Regions from separate parts of the Mus musculus genome. Here region 2 is linked to region 1. Evidence: chromatin contacts called from public HiChIP or PLAC-seq data. All regions are on one chromosome and are shown on one strand. The core of a region is the stretch at or near the end of the contact, and the rest is flanking DNA. Distances in the headings are between cores, read along the strand shown.

Region 1 (2,611 bases), core at 47-2,546:
GGAAACGCCGCTCTTCCTTCTGAATGAGGAGCACGTCTTTCTTGCTCCTGGACACTCATTGCTTGCTGAACTCTTACTGCCTACTTGATAGGACAAAAGGTTTCATAGGATGCACGTAAGCATCTACTGATCCTCCATCTCCAAAAGATATGTTCAGGACTCCAGCAGATGCACGAAGCTTGGATATTATGTTTCTCATACAGACAAACTTTGTATAAAGTTGATTTTACCAAGCGAACACAGTAAAACATTATTAATAAGAATAATATAAATGTACTAAATATTTCTAGAATTTTCCATGTACTGTTTTGGGCTATGGCGGACTATGAAAAACAAACTGCTGAAAGCAAACTTGCAGCTAAGGGAGACGGCGGATGCATAACTCTCGACTTTGAAGTGAGACCTTATTTGTGGGTTCTAGGGTTTATTGGGAAAACTCTTTGTCCTTAGAACCACACTGCCCTGAACAGAAGCAAAAGTTGGAAGAACATGAGATAACTCGGGTGCAAAGGCTCTTGCTTTTAAGTCTCAGTCTAGAAAAATCTGAAGTAGGAATTCTTTAAACACAACCTCATCTGATCCAACATTTATCTAAAAGATAAGTCCATTTCCACTGGTCAGTGGGGTAAATCAGGGAAAAACAGTATATAACAACTCAGTCAGTCATTTACATTTACTGTCCATTTTTTAATGTGAAATGAGTTTTATTTAAAAATGTAAGATATCTTTTTAAGTACTTTTATGAAAACTACAAACTTCTTTCATAATATGAATAACCAGTTCCTAAATCACATGTAAGTGAATATTTTCATTATATTTGAATTAAGTGCTTCCAAAAATTATGCTTATAATTAACTACATGGAAATAATGATTTTTGTTTACTAGCTGGTATTAACGAACAAAAACCAACACTCAAGATTAAAAGGGTCACATACATCTTCTGGCTGCATTGGAGGGTTCTTAACATCCTTCTCTTTGGCCTTTCAAGGGTTAGGACTGTCTCACTGACACTTCCTGAGACAGCATAGCTCAGGATTATTTACACTGATCGTAACTGAGTCAGAACGTAGGCCTGGTGCTGGTGTGACTAGTTTTTTTTGTTTTGTTTTTTTTTACCTTTGGGTAGACTTGTAAAGTGACAGGGTCTTTTGTATCTAACATTGGTCATTTCCCAGGGTCTCAGAAAGATTTAAACATATTTTCCTTCCATCTCAATGCACAGTCTATTGTCCTAAGCAGTGCCCCTGGGAGCTGACATTTGAAACTGCAAACAGCATGTCATGTTAGGGAGATAAAGCTGGCATATGTGCACCAGCCTCCTGGGATTCCAAAACGCTAGCAGCCCCAGCTGGTGCTGCGCCTCTGTCCCAGGGTGCACTGCTCCAGGCAAGCTTAAGTTCCACCTTCTGACTGTCAGAGGGACGCATCTGACTGGAATATGGTTAGTCTAAAGTCTTTTAGGGCAAAGGATACAATAGTATTTTTACCAGGAGAGAGAAAAAGAGGTGAGCTTGGGGCCTCTCTCATGCTAGGCAAGGGTTCTATCCCAGAGCTACTTCTCAGCCTCGAAAGATCTTAAAGAAAACAGCATTATCAATTAATATTTCTTGAAGAGATACAAAGAGCTGCTTAAACTAACATTCATTCTTTCTAAAATATATATTGAGTATTTGTTTAATACCAGATGTCCTGAAAATACCAGAGAAAGAAAAGATAAAACTTTCTTTCCTTCCCCACTATATACACGGTGAAACAGAAGTGAAGGAAATGAAGGTGAGTGACCAGAGAGTGACCCTTGCACAGTGTTCAGATGCTGATGCCTATTACAGAGAAAACTCAACCAAATGTCACTTAGACTGTCCATGGAGGTAGGAGCTGAGCTAGGTCTCTCTGAGTTGGCACATTCAAACACTAATCCTGCTAAGCACAAATGGTGGAATGGACTATGTATGTATCTGCTTGGATGATGTGAGGATGGTGCATAGCTACTGCTAAGAGAGCTAACTGTGCCTGCCCTGTGGGTGCTTTCCCAACCAGTCTATTTTTTCCTGCTACTCCTGACTTCTCTCTGCCCACAGGATTTAGAAACTGTGATTTAAAAACACAATTGTTGCTTTTGAACTGATAGGAGAAAGACTCTTAAAGAGCACATTTCCTGTCCATCTTTAGACAGGTGTCTTTTCCTCTCCCGTACCACTCCCATTCCACGGTACTTATTTTACCTGTTGGTTATCTGTCATATCAGTGAAGCGAAGACACTGCCAGATAGTGCATTTCTGCCACTCTCTCTAGCACCAGTGCATCCTATGGGCTAGGAATGCTTGGTATCTAAATAGTACTTGGCATATGGTCGAAGAAATAAAACAATAATTAAGAAAGAGGTTTAGGAAGGAGCAAGTTTAGAAAATCGCCAGGCTATCTCAGTAATTAACCCACCAAGCCCTAGTTTTTAGAAACAGGGTTTCATGGAGCTCGGGCTGTGTTGAGTTCACTGTGTAGTGGAGGCTGGCCCTGAGCTCTGATGCTTCCTTCTCCTCCTCCCCAGCCATGGAGAGTATAAGCATGTGCACCATGCCTGTTCACATTAATACTTGCAGTGTCAGCTTCAGG
Region 2 (2,611 bases), core at 78-2,577, 720 kb before region 1:
TATGTTTGCCTGCATATATGTTTGTGTATTTCATGAGTGCCTGGTGCCAGTGGAGGTCAGAAATGAGTATTGGATCCCTGGAACTGGAGTAACAGGAGGCTTGTAGGTGCTGGGAACTGAACTTGAGACTTCTGCAAGAGCAGCCAGTGTTCTTAACTGCTGAGCTATCTCTCCAGTCTTGATGCTGACGATGATGCTGATGATGGTGATGATTGTGGTGGTGGTGATGATGGTGATGCTGATGCTGATGACAACAACAATGAGGATAACACAACAATATGAAGTTGGAAATAGAAGGGTCTGGGGTTCCTGGAAGAATTGGAAGGAGGTAGTGTGATGTGGGTTTGACGAAAATATACTGTATGTGTATATGGAATTTATAATGAATAAATAAAATATTAAAAATCAAACAACAGGAGAGTTGTAACATTTGTTATTGGCTTGGCAGTTGCTTTGCAGTAACATTTCAGAATGATGACCCCAATTTAACCTGTGACAAGTGCTAAATGAATGCTCCCCCTTTGCCCAGGAGTGCCCACTGCTTTACCATTGTTCCAAAGGCACCATTCTGCTCTCTGAGAATCTTAGGAGTGGCTGTGAAAACCACGGCTTTCCTGTCCCTCTGCAGTAGCTTACTGTCAGGCCAGGCATATCTAGTGGAGTCCCAGACATGAACCTATGCAGCCTCCCCCCCCCCCCCGGTCCCCCCCACTGTCTTGTGCATCTTTTGGCCTCCACTTCAATCACAGGGGAAGTTGTATTTATAGCCAGAGAAAAGGAAATAGAGGTCATAGGTGGTCCAATTGGTGGCTGACTGAGTCACTGGCCTCTCCCAAGTTTCTTGAAGACAGATCAGGGGAGGGGGCTGGTGAGCTGGTGGCAGCTGTAGGGACTTTGCCTTGAAGCTGCACCGTGACCCACACAGAACGCAGTGTGTGCTCCTGCTATAAGTGCTTTGAGAGGAAAGGAAAGGACACTGGACTCCAGACCTAAGGGAATGCGCTAGAGAGATGGGCACACGTGAGGACAGACCTCTGAAATCGCAGGTATAACGGACAAAGGCTTCGGGAATCTCGTTTGGATTCAGATATTCATCCTGCATAGCGAAGCAGACTCAAGATTAGAGAACTAACTTCCCCTACCTCTCTTCTGATATCACTCTCCTATTATTTAAGTATTCTCCAGCCAAACTAAAAAGGATCTAACACACACCCCCTTTGCGCCAGAACGGAGAGTGGAACCCGCGGCGTCTGGAGAGCGGAGCCCACAGCATCTGGCTTCCCTCAAACCCGGTGAGAAGGCGTGGTATGCCCTGCTGGGGAAATGTGTAGATATGCCTTTAGAGTTTAACTGGATGACGGAGGTTCCACAAAGCAAGCAGAAGATAAGTGGGCTTTTGGCAAAGATAACGTTCAAGCGCCCTCTTCTGGGAGAGATTAAGAGTATTTTTAAATAGCAGGATCACTGCCCAGGGGAATATAAGAAACCAACACCATTTTCTACCCTTTAAAACAATGTAATTGATTTGTGAGCTCAAGGAAGCCATGGAAGAGCATATTGGAACCGTCTGCGCTTGGGATTTGGGAATGTGTGTCACTGCCACGTCCCTACCAGAATGAGGGACATATAGCAGCTGGATGCTACTGTAGTCAGATGTAACCAGGTTTTCCTTTTAGCTTAAGGGATGGTCTAGCTGAGACAGACTACTCATTCGGTCCTTAGGCTTGGCTTTCCCACGCTCAGTTTCTAATCTATGCCTTGGCCGGGAGTGTGGGGACTTTGGGGGTGTAATAATCCAGCAGCTGAGACAAATCTCAGAGGGAATCCAGTCACTGATGGCTGGACAGAAATTTGAAAATCATCTAGAAACAAGGAGGATGAAGTTAAATGTCATGGTTCTGGGGGGAAAAAACCAACTGTCTAAATATAGATTAGAACCTTTCACAGGAAAAGCTGTGAGGATAAGGAGATACAGGAGAACAAAAGGGAGGACTCGTTTTTCTAGCGTCCAGACTCAGTGCAAAGACATTGCCTGTGTGGGCCTGGCAGACCCCTGGGCGCCCCCCACTCCCAGGGAAGACATGGAGAATGAGGGCTGTGCTCGGAGCAGGCTTCTGGGACTCACAGGAGACTGGAAAGCAGGCAGGAGGTGATAATACACCGTGGCTCATGGCTCGCCTTACAGAGTAGAGAGAGTAAGGGATGTGAGCAGAGATTTCAGGAGACAGCGAAGCCCGAGCCCTGAGCTTTAAGTGGCATCTTGGGCTGGAGTCTTTGATCTCACTGTTCTCCAGTCTTCCCTGCCAGCTCAGAGGAGCTCCATTCTCGCAGGCCCCTCTGCACTTCCTACAAAAACACCAGCCTGCCGCTTGATTGCCTCCTTTCCAGTCTCAGCTGCATTTCTTCACAGCTCCAGTTACCGAGTGAATAGCGGTGTTCCTTGTTTCCAGGCAGTGTTTGCATCAGGGTGATTTGGTGTGCGATGCTGGGCTGTGGAGTCTGAGTGCCTGGGCAAAGTTTGGGTCCGGTTTCCTTCTAGCGTCAGACTATAGGCATGCTTGTTTACTAACCGCTTTGAACTCTTTTGTTTTCGGTTTTTCGAGACAAGGTC

What was found. HiChIP or PLAC-seq counts read pairs in DNA pulled down with a chosen protein or histone mark.
Region 2: a contact with region 1 is called in an SMC1A HiChIP or PLAC-seq map of large pre-B cells, with 25 times the contacts expected there. The contact joins two enhancer-like sites. A contact is called at or near these places in 3 of 15 datasets of contacts at CTCF or cohesin (the NIH/3T3 cell line, large pre-B cells and pro-B cells), 1 of 484 Hi-C or Micro-C datasets (cortical neurons) and 6 of 115 datasets of contacts at active chromatin or transcription factors (SST interneurons, cardiomyocytes, embryonic basal ganglia and 3 more).

Annotation. Positions count from the first base shown.
Region 1 is chr1:164,391,091-164,393,701 of GRCm38.p6, reverse strand. The region is part of intron 12 of Nme7 (NME/NM23 family member 7); the gene reads right to left. Among named protein-coding and RNA genes, the nearest start is that of Gm39690, 26 kb to the left of the region's middle. Within about 2 kb of position 1,296, at least 23 of the 459 cell types and tissues checked have an H3K27ac peak or open chromatin away from gene starts, as enhancers often do.
Region 2 is chr1:165,113,722-165,116,332 of GRCm38.p6, reverse strand. No RefSeq gene overlaps it. Among named protein-coding and RNA genes, the nearest start is that of 4930568G15Rik, 23 kb to the right of the region's middle. Within about 2 kb of position 1,327, at least 43 of the 459 cell types and tissues checked have an H3K27ac peak or open chromatin away from gene starts, as enhancers often do.